4 separate regions of the Mus musculus genome follow, and all the other regions are linked to region 4. Evidence: chromatin contacts called from public Hi-C, HiChIP or PLAC-seq and promoter capture Hi-C data. All regions are on one chromosome and are shown on one strand. Each heading gives the region's core, a stretch centred on a gene start, on an enhancer-like site or on the middle of the called end of the contact. The rest is flanking DNA. Distances are from core to core; before and after follow the strand shown. Region 1 has its middle 33 kb from the start of Slc25a25. Region 2 overlaps Lrsam1 (leucine rich repeat and sterile alpha motif containing 1). Region 3 has its middle 31 kb from the start of Fam102a. Region 4 holds the start of Fpgs (folylpolyglutamyl synthetase).

What was found. Promoter capture Hi-C pulls out the DNA fragments that hold promoters and counts their contacts. A called contact is a pair of places that touch in the nucleus more often than the background predicts. HiChIP or PLAC-seq counts read pairs in DNA pulled down with a chosen protein or histone mark.
Region 1: a contact with region 4 is called in a promoter capture Hi-C map of embryonic stem cells, with 2.3 times the contacts expected there. The contact joins the enhancer-like site here to the promoter of Fpgs in region 4. A contact is called at or near these places in 3 of 39 promoter capture datasets (embryonic stem cells, hippocampal neurons and stem cell-derived epiblast-like cells), 1 of 15 datasets of contacts at CTCF or cohesin (embryonic stem cells), 13 of 484 Hi-C or Micro-C datasets (the AML12 cell line, B cells, the C2C12 cell line and 4 more) and 3 of 9 other capture datasets (adipose tissue, embryonic stem cells and liver).
Region 2: a contact with region 4 is called in a Hi-C map of embryonic stem cells, with 2.3 times the contacts expected there. The contact joins the enhancer-like site here to the promoter of Fpgs in region 4. A contact is called at or near these places in 1 of 39 promoter capture datasets (stem cell-derived epiblast-like cells), 5 of 484 Hi-C or Micro-C datasets (embryonic fibroblasts, embryonic stem cells and pancreatic cancer cells), 2 of 115 datasets of contacts at active chromatin or transcription factors (both in embryonic stem cells) and 3 of 9 other capture datasets (adipose tissue, liver and pancreatic islet).
Region 3: a contact with region 4 is called in an HNF4G HiChIP or PLAC-seq map of pancreatic cancer cells. The contact joins the enhancer-like site here to the promoter of Fpgs in region 4. A contact is called at or near these places in 7 of 484 Hi-C or Micro-C datasets (B cells, the C2C12 cell line, the P5424 cell line and 2 more), 3 of 115 datasets of contacts at active chromatin or transcription factors (bone marrow-derived macrophages, embryonic stem cells and pancreatic cancer cells) and 4 of 9 other capture datasets (adipose tissue, embryonic stem cells, liver and 1 more).

The regions. Positions count from the first base shown.
Region 1 is chr2:32,482,421-32,486,601 of GRCm38.p6, reverse strand. No RefSeq gene overlaps it. Among named protein-coding and RNA genes, the nearest start is that of Slc25a25, 33 kb to the right of the region's middle. Within about 2 kb of position 1,436, at least 24 of the 459 cell types and tissues checked have an H3K27ac peak or open chromatin away from gene starts, as enhancers often do. A contact at or near this core is called in the P5424 cell line, embryonic stem cells and liver, where this site is marked.
Region 2 is chr2:32,939,044-32,942,625 of GRCm38.p6, reverse strand. Lrsam1 (leucine rich repeat and sterile alpha motif containing 1) reads left to right here. Exons shown (of 26, transcript NM_199302.3): 16 at 753-823; 17 at 2,286-2,385. Among named protein-coding and RNA genes, the nearest start is that of Lrsam1, 21 kb to the left of the region's middle. Within about 2 kb of position 1,320, at least 11 of the 459 cell types and tissues checked have an H3K27ac peak or open chromatin away from gene starts, as enhancers often do. A contact at or near this core is called in embryonic stem cells, where this site is marked.
Region 3 is chr2:32,502,428-32,506,474 of GRCm38.p6, reverse strand. No RefSeq gene overlaps it. Among named protein-coding and RNA genes, the nearest start is that of Fam102a, 31 kb to the left of the region's middle. Within about 2 kb of position 2,699, at least 69 of the 459 cell types and tissues checked have an H3K27ac peak or open chromatin away from gene starts, as enhancers often do. A contact at or near this core is called in the C2C12 cell line, bone marrow-derived macrophages and pancreatic cancer cells, where this site is marked.
Region 4 is chr2:32,692,201-32,696,066 of GRCm38.p6, reverse strand. Fpgs (folylpolyglutamyl synthetase) reads left to right here and starts at 1,892. Exons shown (of 15, transcript NM_010236.2): 1 at 1,892-2,078; 2 at 3,346-3,474; 3 at 3,563-3,616. The coding sequence starts at 1,941.

The DNA of each region.
Region 1 (4,181 bases), core at 187-2,686, 210 kb after region 4:
GGAAGCTATCGTCTGTGACTGGTTAGCACATTACCTCAGACTGGACAGTGAGCGCCCATACCACCAGGATCTCGGTGCGAGAGAAGCACATAAAAAGAGATGTGGAGAGGGCAGCCTCAGCAGGCCAGCTCCCAACTGTCAGGCTACTTCAGAATCCTCTGTTCTGACTTCTGGGCATACTCATGAGCATGGTACACCGTGCTTCTTATTTAGAAGTGCCATGTGCCGGGCAGGCTGGCTGCCAGGTCAGGCCCACACTTTCTCCTACAGATAAGTCTCCGGTGCTAGTACTTACCCAGACAACTACTTTGATAACACAGGAGCTGTGAGGAGCCAACTGGGGAGAGAGACAATGTGAGAGGCAGAGGCCAGAAAAGAAAGCATCCTGCGGCTGGAGGTAGAAAGTTAGGGCTTCATGCCGTGACAAGCGGCCAGTGTGGCTGGCATGGGATGGATGAGAAGACAGGAGCTAGAGATGGATGCTAGAATGGGGTTGATCTGTTGGAATCAGCCTCCAAAATACAGTGAAGGAGGGGCACTGCTGAGTTTCAGACTGAGAAAAACATTGCAATATAAGAATTAGCTCAGGGGCTGGAGAGAGGGCTCAGCGGTTAAGAGCGCCGACTAATCTTCCATAGGTCATGAGTTCAAATCCCAGCAGCCACATGATGACTCACAACCATCCGTAATGAGCCATCTGAAACCCTCTTCTGGTGTGTCTGAAGACAGCTACAGTGTACTCACATATAATAATAAATAAATCTTTGGGCAGGAGTGAGTGGAGACAGAGCAACTACATGATGTCTCACAACCATCTGTCTGTCACAACTGTCTGTCCAGCTACAGTGTACTCCCATACAGAAAATAAATCAATTAGTTCATGCTCCTGTAATCCTAGCACTCAGAAGATCAAGGCAAGAAGATCAGGAGCTCCAGGCTAGTCTGGGCTACACAGTGAAGCCTTGTTTCACTCAATCCACCAATAAGACTTCAAGGCACAGAAAGTAGTCTGGTAGACATGGGATTCAGGTCTGCTTGGCTCCTACCTCTGAGCTCTCGGCCCCTCTGGCTGAGAAGCAGAGTGAACCAATCTACTTTCAAATCTGATCACCTCAGGAAGTGGGGACCTAAGAAGGGGGAAGGAGCTTCCCCTAAGCGGTACAGGGGGTCAGGGTCTATTTCAGAGATGAGGTCTCCAGGGTCCCAGGCTCCACACCCACACTCAGCTCCGGCAGCCAGGCCAGGCCAGGCCCCTGCTCCAGTTCTGAGGCCCAGAGAAACCATTTGGTGTTTGGAGAACAAAGGGCTGCTCCCTGCGTTCCAGGAAGCGGTGTCAGCTGGGGCCAGGTTCTTGGTCTGTACTGGTGGTGGCTGGTTTCAGCCACCTAGGTCTCTCCTACCCCATGCAGGCTCCAAGTGGACCTGGACTCCTCCGGAGGCATCGGGTGACACCTGCCCTACCCTAAGCTCTGTCCACCCTGCTGAGCACAGGGTGAAATCTAGGACTGTGACTCTTCAGTCCTGTTGCATTTTCCACCAGAGCTTGTGCTCAGAGACCAAAGGGCTCGGGGACACAGAGTCCAGGGGATGGTTCTCGAATCCATGGCCAGCCAGCCAAGCAGGCCTGCAGCCCCTCCCCTCAGCCCAACCCCAAGACCAAAGATCTTAGGGCAGACAGTTCACTGCTCTGGCTTGCTTATTCTAGAATGAAGCTGCTGAGTCAAAAGAACTTGCATTCATTCATTCATTCGTTCGCTCGTTCATTCATTCATCTATTTGTTTGTTTGTTTGTTTATTGGCAAGCTTTCACTACATAGACCAGGCTGGTTTCGAACTCACAGAACTTGTCCTGCATCTGCCTATGGACTTCTGAGAGTAAAGATGTGGACCACGGTGGCCAGTACATTTATTTATTTCTAATTCTCCCTGTGTATATCTGGCTGGCGGTAGATCTCAGAAATCACTATGTAAACCAGGATAGCCTTGTTCTTGCTGTGATCTGCCTGCCCCTGTCTTAGGAGTGCTAGAACTACAGGAATGCATTACCATGCCTGGTTAATTTTGTTTAAAAAAAAAATTAAAAATCCTTTGTGTTTGTGTACACATGCAGAGGTGTGGGCATCGGTGTGTCAAGGCTTGTGGAGGTCAGATCACAGCTGTAGGAGGGCATTTCTCACCTGCTGGCCTATTTGAGACTGTGTGTTCACTGTGGCATGTGACAGGCTATGTGGCCCCTGGGATTCTCTGGCTTCTGTGACTTTCTCACCTATGGGATGCTGGAATTCCGGATGCTGAGAACCACCTTGTCTGGCTTTACATGGGATCTCATCTCTGGTCCACACACTTGGATGTGAGAGGAGTTGCTTAGGGATAAGGATGGGGGATTGCTGGGAGTGGGCAAGGCTACAGAAGAGCACCAAGAACTTGGGGGTCATGGAGGTTTGCATGATCGATCATTCCCATCACCAGGTGTACACTCCATCATCAAATTACTACACATATGGACTTTATTGTATGTCAGTGATACTTCAACAAAACTAGAAAAATAAATTAAATAAATACAGATAACTAGGCCCCACCAGGCCTTTCTAATGACCCCAGCTTCTATACAAGGTCCTGGGCAATTCAAAAGGCTTCCAAGGAGTCACTTTTCAGCTTGTTAGCTACAATCAGACATTTAAAACAATAATTAATAAGCGGGTGGAGCCGGGTGTGGTGGCACATGCCTTTGATCCCAGCACTTGGGAGGCAGAGGCAGGCAGATTTCTGAGTTTGAAGCCAGCCTGGTCTACAGAGTGAGTTCCAGGACGGCCAGGGCTACAGAGAAACACTGTCTCGAAAAACCACAAAAAAAAAAAAAAAAAAAAAAAAAAGGCGGGTGGAGAGATGGCTCAGTGGTTAAGGCTATTTGCTGCTCGTCCCAAGGACTTGGGTTTGGTTTCCAGCACTTGTATCAGGTACTTCACTACACCTGCAACTCTGGCTCCAGGGGATCCTAAGAGCTCCTCTGATGTCCACAGCACACAGTTGGCAGACACACAAATATACACACAAATAAAATTTTAGATTAAATAAAAACAAACACTTTAATAAATAAGGCTTCCTAGGTATTTTGGTGCCTCCCCAAATTAGTTCGAGGCCAGCCTGGTCCACAGAGGGAGCTAGTGAGTTCCAGGACAGCCACAGCTACACAGAGAAACCCTGTTTTGAAAAACCAAAAACCTCACTGGCCTCTGAAGGTACTGCACCTTTTGTGCGTGCACGCAAGTGTGCACCCCTCCCAACAATTAAAAAAAAATAAGTCCTTCTTAAAAATATTTTGTTATACAAGGAGAGGTTTAAGTAGGGGGTGGCCTGGCCTGCTGCCGATAGAGGGTGTTACCATTTTACAGGTGAGGAAACAGGCCTCGAAGTGAGCTGCACCTTAGGGAGGGAGGGCGGGCTAGTTGGTGGTTATCGTAAATGTGTCTGCATCTGGAATTACCTAGAAGTGTGTCCAGAGAGGTTTAACTGTGAGGCCTGGTATCCTCTTACACACTGGGGCACTGAAATGAAGAAAGGAGAGGAAGCTGTTCACAGCAGCACAGCCTTGCCCTCTGCCTCCTGCTCTGTGAGCTGAGAAGTTGGAAGCTGAGAGAGTGCTTCCCTCTCACACCCGGCCTTGCCCTCCAGGACAGACTCTCAAAGTGTAAGCCAAAACAAGCCTTCCTCTCCTAAGCAGCTTCTTGTCAGATATGCTGTGGTCACAGCAACAAGATAAGTAACTCTTGTTCCAAGTAAGAGAACTGATGTCTGAGTTTCCACAAAACCAAAAGGAGTGGTCAGAAAAACATGACCATTCCCAAAGGAGCACTGGGGATCCAAGGCCCAGCCTGGGGTGTTCAGGAAGCCAGGGCTGCCTAGTGAACTACCCCAGCATGGCTAATCCCTGGACCTTCCCTTGTTACTGGGCTGTTCAGCATCCTTTGCCCATCAGCATGTGAGTGGGGTACCAGAAGGTTCTGACGGTGGCAACGACCGGGTAGGCCTCTGGATCCAGTTCAACATTTCCAACTGACTGAGTTTGGACCTTGAGTCCACAGGGGCCAGCATCAGGAAGTTCACTCACGGAGGGGAGGAAGGTGCATGCACAAGGTGTGTGGCTTGCTTACTCATCAACACCCCACGGCCCCCACCCATAC
Region 2 (3,582 bases), core at 71-2,570, 250 kb before region 4:
CAGGAACAAGGCACTAATCGATCAGGCCAATTCTGGTGAATGCAAAACAGCACATTACAGCGTTTGTGGGTGTATGTATGCAAAGTTTCAGCGTGCATGTGTATATGCAAAGTTTCAGCGTGCGTGCATGTATGCAAAGTTACCTTTAAATGTGTCCACTTCTTATGTCATAGATGAGTTTTATGCCAAAAACCGTGTTTATAGGGGCTGGAGAAATGGCTCAGTAGATGAGAACACTGGCTGCTCTTCCAGAGGACCTGGTTCAATCCCTAGCACCCACATGGTGGCTCACAACCAGCTATAACTCCGGTTCCAAGGGGTGTGATGCCTTCTGGCTTCTGTGGCCCCAGGCACAAATGTGGAGAATAGATATTCACGTAGGCAGAAGACCCATACCCATAATCAGTTTTAAAACCTTGTTTGTACTCTGAAGGCAAAGGCAGCAGTCAGGGCTACATGATAGACCCTCCTCGGATGAATAAAAGCCTGTTTGAGCTGCTTTTAGGCCAATGTCTGTTTATGTACCATACATGGACTTTATTTTCATTATTTTATTTTTCAAGACAGGGCTTCTCTGTGTAGCCCTGGCTGTCTTAGAACTGCTGGCCTTGAACTCACAGACATCTACTTGTGTCTGTCTCCCAAGTGCTGGGATTGAAGGTGTGCACCATCACAGCCTGGCTCTGGTGAGATTCTTGTTGAAATGTATTTGAAGAATGAGTGGATGCGTTTTGCTTTTGCTTTTTCTCCAGAATAAGAATGGAGCAGTTGATGTCCATCACCCAGGAGGAGACAGAGAACCTCAGGCAGCGTGAGATCGCCGGTGAGTTGTGGGAGATTTCTGGACAGAGCTTTCAGGTAGCCTCTCTGTTACCCGGGCAGGGTACTGAGTGTCCACTCTGTGGAAGGGCAGCCAAGTCTGTCCTGGAGCTCAGGCCCCAGGGTCAGCCAAGCTTGGATTCTGAGTCTCGAATTTTCTGTCTATAGAGTGGGGGAAACTACACAGGGAAAACATGGGACCTTCAGGAGGATCCCAGGGGTCAAGCCTGGGCATGTCACAAACCTGTCACCGAGAGCTGGCATCAGCTCACTTGGCTCCTGGGCAGACTTCCCCTTCCTGGTGTGCCCAGTGTGGTCCTGAGCTCCACATGTACCCACCAGTGGCACCTGCCCCAGACAGGTCTGAGAGCCTGCAGCCGGGAGCTGAGGAGGGTCTCTGAAGCTGAGCTTGCCCTTAGTTAAAATGGAGATGGGCTCTCCTTATCTTTGGGGCCTTTGTCCTGGAAGGGCTTTCAGACAGAGCCAGACACTTGACACACAGGTGTTCACCACACCTACAGAGGGCTCAGCCCACTGACAGCTCTGTTCAAGGTCACAGTTAAGGAACAGCTGTGAAAGTCACCGAATGGTGTTTATTAGGTTAATTCCACAGAGGCAGGACCCACATCCAGGGGTTTGAGTTTCTAAGCCTGTCACACTTCCTGGGTGCTTTGCTTTGATTGAACAGGCCTTGCACAGGCTGGGCAAGTACACGGCCACTGAGCCACTCCCGGCCCTGAACTGCTCTCTCTATTTTTAAAGATTTATTTATTTTATTTATATGAGTATACTGTTAATGTTTTCCGACACACCGACATACTGGAAAAGGGCATTGCATCCCATTACAGATGGTTGTGAGCCACCCTGTGGTTGCTGGAAATTGAACTCAGGACCGCTTGAAGAGCAATCTGTACTCTTAACTGCTGAGCCATCTCTCTAGCTCCCCCCCACCCCCGCCTTGACCCCCATCCCCTTACTGCTCTAATAAATCTACCAAAAAACTAGAGAGCTGGCTCAGTAGTTACTGCTCTTCCAAAGGACCTGGATTCTAATCCCAGAACCTTATGGTGGCTCAGGACATCTGTAACTCCAGTCCCAGGGGATGCAGTGCCATCATCTGGCCTCCCCAGGCTCTGCATGTACAGGGTGCACAAGCCTCAAACTCAGAGATTCTCCTGCCTCTGTCTCCTGAGTACTGGGACTACAGACATGCGCCAGCACGGCCCAGCAATGTAGGTATTTTTTAGAGCTGGGTGCTGATACTCATCTGCAATCACGGAACTCAGGATGCTGGGACAGGAGGATTGAGAGTTCAAGGCCAGGCTGGGCTATCTAGCAGTGATGGAAGGAAAGGGGGGCGGGGGGACTTTGTTTAGGATAACTGTCCACCAGTAAGCAGGTGACCCCTTTGGCCTTACCCGGGATCCCTAGCCTTTTCTCAGCGGCTCACAGCCTTCTCTCCACAGCCGCCATGCAGCAGATGCTGACGGAGAGCTGTAAGAGCCGGCTCATCCAGATGGCCTATGAGTCTCAGAGGCAGAGCCTGGCGCAGCAGGCCTGTTCCAGGTAAGGTAAGGAATGTGTGTTCCCAGGTGAGGGCTCCGAGGGTGTTGGCTGGGGTCCCGAGACGGGAGCGAGAGCTGGACACTGAACTCCCTGGGCCGTCCCGGGTTTGGACAGATTACCAGGGACAGGTGATGGACGGCCAGCCTCCGGATTCTTCCATCCAGACTCATGAGTCAGGGTCAGACAGTGATAAAGTGAGGGTGGCCTCTACCTCCAAGCCCACCTGTGTGCCAAGTGCTGGCCTGAGTATGGGGATGGAAGTGTTATCTGTCCCGCTCTACATCAAAGCTGAAGTTGGGGACGGGGCGGGGGCATGGTCACAAACAAACAAACAAACAAAAACTAACAAGAAAGTAAAATCTTTGCTGGCTTGGTGCTCAGGCTTGTAATACTAGCACTTGGTAAGTAGAGGCCGGGAAATGGGGAGTTCCAGAGCAAACCAGAGAGTGAATTCAGCACCTGAGCTACTGAGACCCTGCCTTAGAACTCAAGCGAGCAAGTGCGAGTACTTGCCTGCTTTCCAGCACCGCACCCTCCTCCCTCCCCACCCTCCTGCAGAGATGGCTCAGCTGTTAAAAGCACTGGCTGCTTCTGTAAATGGGTTCATTTGGTAACACCCACATGAACTCCAGTTTGAAGTGATCTGGTGCCCTCTTCTGGTTTCCATGGGCACTACACACATATAACGAACTTACATTATATGTAGGCGAAATACCCATGCATATAAAATAAAAATTTTTAAAGTCATTTAAAAATTTTTGTTTGTTTGTTTGTTTGTTTTTCAAGACAGGGTTTTTCTTTGTAGCCCTAGCTGTCCTGAAACTCACTCTGTAGACCAGGCTGGCCTCTAATTTAGAGATGTTGGGATTAAAGGTGTGCACCACTATCGCCCAGCCAATAAAAGAAAAAAAAGTTTAAGGTAATGTGAAAGTAACTTAAAGCTAAGACTGTGCTGATGTTGGCAGCCTGAGGTTACAGGTTCTGTGCCATAATTACCAACCGTGTTGTAGGGCTATACAAAGAGTACGGCCAGTGAGGAAATGCTAGTAGGAACATTCCAGAAGCTGTGTGACTCTCCAAGGTGCTGTGGTTAGGGAGGAGCCCAGCATCCACCGCAGGGGGTGTAGTGAAGAAGGTCCAGTGGAGGGTTGGACTCAAGGCCCGGTGACTCTGCCAAATGGAAGCTCTGCCACCCTC
Region 3 (4,047 bases), core at 1,450-3,949, 190 kb after region 4:
TCAGGTCCTCATGCTTGTGTGGTAACTCTTTACTGACTGAGCCATCTTCCCAGCCCCTAGTCTGTATTAAAAAATACATACACAAATACATTTATGTGTCTATATTATAGATTAAAAATATGTATTTCTATGTATGTGGACAGTATATGTGTGTTTCTCTGTGTGTATGCATGTGTGAGGGGTGAACATGGGCCAGGCTATGAATATGGAGGTCAGAAGACCTCTGGGTATGAGCACGCCTTTAATCCCAGCCTTAGGGAGGCAGAGGAAGGCAAAGGTCTGAGTTGGAGGCCAACCTGGTCTACATAGCAATTTCCAGGATAGACAAGATCTTGCCTAAAAACAAATTCTGTCTCTATCTCTATCTCTATACACATACACACAAACATATATTTGTATATATGTGCCTGTGTTTATGGCATGTCTACTAAGGTCCCATTGGCCAAGACTGGCCATATGATGCGGTTCCTGATTTATCCTATTGCGATAAATCCCATCTTGATCCTATCCCAAGCACCTATTGCGGAATGTAGATGCTAGAGGCAAGACCTGGGGGCCACAGCAGTAGCAGTGAGGCACAATGTGTATAGTAAGGTTGTCCTGTATTAAGAAACAGTACATGGGGGATGGAGAGATGGCTCAGCGGTCAAGAGCACTGGCTGCTCCCGAGGGACCTGTGTTAGATTCCAAGCACCCACATGGCAGCTCACAATTGTCCATAACTTCAGTCCTAGGAGACTGGATGCCCTCTTCTGGCCTCTGAGGGTATTACATGTATGTGATGCATACACATGTATAGGTGGTAATACCCATTTTTGTTGTTTTGTTTTGTTTTGTTTTTGTTCTTGGTTTTTTGTTTTTTGTTTTTTTTTTCTGAGACAGTGTTTCTCTGTATAGCCCTGGCTGTCCTGGAATTCACTCTGTAGACCAGGCTGGCCTTGAACTCAGAAATCTGCCTGCCTCTGCCTCCCAAGTCCTGGGATTAAAGGCATGCACCACCACCACCACCTGGCCAGTAATGCACATTTTAATAAAAACTTTTATTTTAAAAAAAAGAAAGAAAGAAACTATGGGGGGGGGGTTGGGGATTTAGCTCAGTGGTAGAGCGCTTGCCTAGCAAGCCCAAGGCCCTGGGTTCGGTCCTCAGCTCCAGAAAAAAAAAAAAAAAATCCAACTTTTCTGCGACTTCCCAGGACTAACTCTCGGTAAAAGAACCTAGTTAGTTTTCCTCAGATCTCCAGTCTAGGCACAGTAAACCCTATTTTATGCGTTCCACCATTCTGTAAGGTCCTTAAGTATCATTATCAATAAAACTAAAAAGCATGATGTAGTGGGGCATTCCTGTAAAACCTAGCACTTGGAGAGCAAAAGCCAAAGCCAGATTGGTCCTTCTAGAGAGTTCCTGTGATCAGCTGACTGGCCAGCTGATCCAGACAAAATACATCCAGAAGAAAGTTTGAAGAAAACTCCCAGACATCCTATACACACCTCATAGGAAAAAAAAAAAAAAGAAAAGAAAAGAAACTATGTGGGGCTGGAGAGATGGCTCAGCACTTAAGAGCACTGGCTGCTCTTCCAGAGGTCCTGAGTTCAATTCCCAGCAACCACATGGTAGCTCACAACCATCTGTAATGGAATCCAGTGCCCTCTTCTGGTATGTCTGAAGACAGCCACAATGTACTTACATATAATAAATAAATGAATCTTTAAAAACAAACAAACAAACCTGTGTATGAGGTTGGCAGCTCTCCTATGGCGGGACATAGGTCAATCCCCAGGAGACAGGAGAATCCCCCAAAGCTTGTGGAACAGCTAGCCTGTGTATGCAGTGGTGAACGGCAAGAAACCCTAACTCACACAAGGAGGAAGGCAAGGACCAACACCTACCATTGTCCTCTGACCTCCTATGAACCATGGTATATGTGCATGCACAGAATTAAGATAAAAAAAAAAACAAGGGCTGGTGAGATGGTTCAGTGGGTAAGAGCACCCGACTGCTCCTCCGAAGGTCCGGAGTTCAAATCCCAGCAACCACATGGTGGCTCACAACCATCCGTAACAAGATCTGACTCCCTCTTCTGGAGTGTCTGAAGACAGCTACAGTGTACTTACATATAATAAATAAATAAATCTTTAAAAAAAAAAAAAAAAAAAAAAAAAAAACAAGATCTAACGCCCTCTTCTGGAGTATCTGAAGACAGCTACAGTGTACTTACATATAATAAATAAATAAATCTTTAAAAAGAAAGAAAGAAAGAAAGAAAGAAAGAAAGCAAGCAAGCTACCTGTCGCTGGGCGTGGTGGCACAAAAAAAAAAAAAGATAAAAAAACAAAAGGAAGGGACTGCCCCATGTCCAAGGAACCAGGAGCCACCTGAAGGGGCTCTCAAATCCAAAAACAAAACCATTGGAGCATCAGAAGAAATAGCTATGGATTAAGATTTTCAGGGTAAAATTCAGAGCTGGGAAAGCTTGCAGGTACAGAGCTGCCCATCTTGAGAGGCCCTGGTTTCCAGCCCCAGCTCAGGGAAACAACAGAGTCTAAATGAAATAAGAATGTGTGCTGCATCCACACCGCAGAAGTCAATGGCTGAGAAAACAAGCAGACTGGAAGAAAGGGCCTTCTGTCTTCTGAGGAGAATTCAAATAATTTATGGTTCTTTCTGCAGGAAGTAGCTCAAGCCACTGCCCCTTGAATGGGCGTTTGACTCAGTGACTCACTTCTAAAGTGTGAGGAGCTGACTGGACCGAATGAAGTTCAGAGGGAGAGAGCCCAAGTTTGCTCCCCAGAGCTAAAAAAACATCAAAATTTCTAAGCTGGGCATGGTGGGCCAAAGAATCCAGCACCAGGAAGACCCAGGCAGGAGGAAGGCCAGCTTGGGCTACATAGTGAGGCCCTGCCCCACTTCCCACACCATGAAACAAGAAGTAGAGACTCAGAGAGAGAAGAAAGGGAAGGAGGGAAGGAAAGGGGGAAGGCGGAGGAGGGAGAGGACTCTATTGTGTGAGGAGAAACAGCCAGCAACACACCTTAAACAGCCCTGGTTTATTCTGCGTGCCATGTGGTGATCCTGTGCCTTTGATCGAATGGAATGAGAAAGCTTCCAAGGCAATCAGGAGAAAAATATATAAGATAGATAAACAGACAGGCCGACAGACAGACAGACGGACAGATATCTACAAAACACCTGGCTGGCAAGCCTCGAAACTCAAGTCTGAAAACCTGTGGCTAGAAGGAGTCGAGAAGCAGCAACACAGTCACTTCACGCACTCGGATCCCGGGGCAGGGCCTGAGCGTACCAGTGGGTGAAGTCTGCATCAAGGCTGGGCTTGGCCAGCAGTCATAACCAAAACCAGTGTTTCTGGACAAACAGACCACAGTTGATTAAGGAGATTGACACGAGGAACACTAGACAGAAAACCGCGCAAACTCTGTAACCAGCCAAACAATACTTCTGTAAACCTAATGCTATTGCAAACTAGTAAGTTTGTTAAGAGCCGAGGGCAGCGAAGTGGTCCAATAATAAAGCCTATGCTTGACCTGGGTGACTCACACTCTGGGTTCTATGCCAGGCACACCCCCAAAAAGAAAAAGAAAAAACGGCCGGTGTGGTGACACACAGCTTAAATCCCAACACTGCGGCGACAGAGGCAAGTGGATTTCTTTAAGTTTAAGGCCAGCTTAGGCTACATATCAAGTTCTAGGCCAGCCAGGGCTATGTAGTGAGTTCCTGACTCAAAAAGGAAGAGAAAAAAGATGAATAAAGAGAGAGAGGTAAAGAGGGAGGGAGCCAAATTTGGAGGCAGGAGGATTGCTTTGACTTGGAAATCAGCCTGGACTACTGTAGTAAGTTTGAGGCCTACCTGCACGACAGAATAAGACCTTATCTCAAAACCAAAAAGAGAAAAATACCGCAAACCAAAACAAAGTGTGCTGAGGATTTTGAAATTAGATTACTGAGATGAGACCCCTGAGGGTGAAGGCCATAAATAGGAATAAATCAATTCTATGGCTCACACCTTCAAGCCCAGCACTTGTAAAGCAGGG
Region 4 (3,866 bases), core at 643-3,142:
GGTGGAGGCAGAGAATTAAAGTTTTAAATTGTCCTGGGCTACATAGTGAATTAGAGGTAGACCTGGGTTGCATGAGATCTTGTCTCAAAACAGAGGACTATAGCTTAGTGGCAGATGCGTGAGGCTCTGGATGAGATCCCAGTAGGGTATGAAACCAGCCCTGCTGGTGTAGACGGGATCCTCTGAGCACTGAGCTGTGGAAGTGAAAGCAGGACCAGGAGTTTAAAGTGATCTTTTGCCACATAAAGACTCTGAGACTGGCTAGGTGCAGCTATGGTGTCTCAGGTCCACCTGGGTTACAGATGAAACTCCATGGGGGCGGTGTGGGGGGAGTGGGCCAAGAATGAGTGAGGCTGTTCACTGAAATATATGCTTGGACACTTTGATTCCAGCACTCAGGAGGCCAGAGCAAGGAGATGTCTGTGAGTTTGAGGCCAGGAGTACTTTCAGAGAGCAAATGTCTAGATTTCTCCCCGAACAGTCCTTGCTTATTTAAAATAGAAATCTCTGCTAAATATTTAAGCCCAATGTAGAAAAGCAGGAGAGATTGAAAACCCATTGCTGTTGTCCAGTGCCTTCCACAAATGGAAGTACCTCACCTACAATAAGGTGAGACTACTGTTCCCTCCCCCAGAGGGCCCTCAAATCCACTTTCTACCACGGGGGAGTTTCCAACGCCCCAATAAGATTACACACCTTCCCCTAAAGCCAGCAAATTTACTCCAATTTATTTATTTATTTGTTTGTTTGTTTGTTTGTTTGTTTTCGAGACAGGGTTTCTCTGTACAGCCCTGGCTGTCCTGGAACTCACTCGGTAGACCAGGCTGGCCTCAAACTCAGAAATCTGCCTGCCTCTGCCTCCCGAGTGCTGGGATTAAAGGCGTGCGCCACCACTGCCCAGCCAAAATTTTTTTATCTTTACTTAATATTTTTGCCTGTTTGCATTGTGCTTTTGGAGGCCAGAGTCGGGTCAGATCCCCAGTTTGGAGTCTACAATTGTGAGCCGCAGTGTGGGTCCTAAGACTTGAACCTTGAGACTTAACCACTGAGCCATTTCTCCAAACCTAATTTCATACGGGGCTCCAGGTCCCTGCTGATGAAGCATCCCGGGAGCAACCCGGTCCAACCAAATGGAAGTCTTTCCCACTGTCTCCTTCTTAGCCTGGAAATCCCCCCCCCGAACCCCACAGGCCTCGATAGGGGTGTCATTCTTCCGGGAAGTCTTCCTAGGCTTCTAGAGTGAGTTAAGAGTCTGGAGAGGCCGGGCGTGGTGGCACACGCCTTTAATCCCAGCACTTGGGAGGCAGAGGCAGGCGGATTTCTGAGTTCGAGGCCAGCCTGGTCTACAGAGTGAGCTGCAGTTCAGCCAGGGCTGTACAGAGAAACCCTGTCTCGAAAAACCGAAGGGGAAAAAAAAAAAAAGCCTGGAGAGACGGGGTCATATTCTTGACCGAAAAGGCTGCATCCCCACTGTCTGCGTGAGCCAGGACATTTCGGTGCTGGGAATTGATGACACAGGCATCTGCCAGCCCTGTAATTCTATTCCAGCTCAGAGCTTCTCTGCCAAGGAGTCGGGACTGAGAACTGCTGGCTCGGATTGGCTATTTTTGGATGTACAGCGAAGTCCTTAAGACCTGGCACAGACCTGTGGAGGATAGCGACGAAAAGAGTACAGAGTTCCTTTAAGATGGAGGACCCCCTCCCAGGAACACCCTCTTCCCTCCACCCTCCCCGGCAGAGCGCCCCCTAGAAGCATGGCGAGAGCAGCGCACCTCCGGACCATCTGCCCCTCACAAAGATGGCCGTGATAAGGCGCTGCTTCTCATTGGTCCGGGAAAATCTAGAGACTCGGATTGGTGGGTCTTAGGATGGCGTCAGGGCGGGGCGGGGCGAAGCGGGGCGGCTCCGGCCCAGGCCTAGCTTGCGGTGGCATTAAGACTATGTCGTGGGCGCGGAGCCGACTGTGCTCGACTCTGTCCCTGGCAGCTGTTTCTGCGCGTGGTGCAACGACGGAGGGCGCGGCGCGGCGGGGGATGAGCGCGTGGCCAGCGCCACAGGAGCCGGGCATGGAGTATCAGGTTTCTGACCGTTCCCGCGGGCAAACGGTCCCGTACTGACACGTGGGCAGCACCGGAGCCTTGCTCCGCTCTCCGCCAGCTGCTGGGGGCACCGGAGCATGAAGTTGCGGGGCTCGAGAGGCGGGGACATCCCAGAGCCCAGGGGAGGTGACAGAGACCGGAAAGTTGAGCTCAGGTGGCCCGATGTGGGAATTCTGAGAGCGCGTGTCCGGTGTTGCAGAGGGAATGGGCGCAGGTGACACACCAGAACGTCCAGAATCTGAATTGAGTTTTAGAAGTTCCAATGCAGGGCAATGCAGGATGAAGGGAAGGGAGGAGTTCTGGAGTACAGAGTGGAAGTACCCAGGAGGATCTGGGATTGGGGTCTCCAAGACTCGAAGACTGGAATCTAAGTATTCAGAATTGACCGGCGGGCAGGCAGAAAAAGAGGCAATAAAGAGACCAAGAATCTAGAACAAACTGTAGATTACAAACTGTGCCAGGGTCAGTTGTCAATGACCAGAACTTAATGCTGGCCAGGCAGGTGGCACCGGTTTAGGGCTGTGAGGCTTCCAGCCAAGCCTTGAGGATAAGAGGGCAGGCGACCCAGCTGGTGCCCGAAAGGAACTGCCTAAGCACAGGTTTCTCAGAATGTAGGGTAATTGAAACACACGACTGGATTTATATCCTCAAATGCCTCTCATTTAGGCCTCTCTGTTTATTTTCTGTTTCCACTCCCATCCCCCAAAGCCGTCTCCTGAGGCTGTCTGTACCCACCTGTGGATTCTGGCCCGACAACTCTTGAGTGTACTTTCCCTCCCTCTGTACCTCCTCTTCCAGATCTAATTGCTTACTTACATTGTCTTGTCTTAGGGTTAGAAGGTGGAACTCTCAAATATTCCAAAATTCAAAGTTCCTAGATTTCTAACGTCCTGGCCCCCACTCAGTGGGTGTCCAGTATAGTGGTAGAGAGATTAAGGAAAAAACCTTCCTTCCAGGGTTGGTCTTGTGTGTGAAGGCTGAGGGCATAGAAGCTTGGGGAAGGCAGCCCAGGAAATGAAGGTCCGTTAATCTTGCCAGCTTTACCTGGCACTCCCTGGGTGGGGCTAGCTTGCCCATGGCTCCCATCTTTGCTAGAACTGGAGATATGCCAGGGCTGTCCCACCAAATAGCTGTCGGCAAAGGCAGCGTGGCTGGTATAACGGGCCTGTTGCCCTGGTTTTGCCACTGGTGGGCTGGGTCTCTCTGTCCTTAAGGACCCTCACTGAACTGGGACTATGGTTGCTAGGATGCTGTGCGCACGCTCAACACCCTGCAAACCAATGCCAGCTACCTGGAGCAGGTAAAGCGCCAACGGAGTGACCCCCAGGCGCAGCTGGAGGCTATGGAGATGTACCTGGCACGGAGTGGACTGCAGGTAAGGTTGTACATCCTGCAAGACATCTCGACCCTATCTGCGCGTGCGAGCCCAGTGGCTGAGGCGAGGACCTTTCTGTCTGTTGTAGGTGGAGGACTTGAACCGGCTAAACATTATTCATGTCACTGGGACCAAAGGGAAGGTAAGAGCAATCCAGGAGTCCATGTGGTGGACTGGTGCCCATCCACCTTTTTTTGTTTGTTTTTTTGGTTTTGGTTTTTCGAGACAGGGTTTCTCTGTGTAGCCCTGGCTGTCCTGGAACTCACTCTGTAGACCAGGCTGGCCTCGAACTCAGAAATATGCCTGCCTCTGCCTCCCAAGTGCTGGGATTAAAGGCATGTGCCGCCACTGCTCGGTTCACCTTATTTTTTTAAAGATGTATTTATTTATTG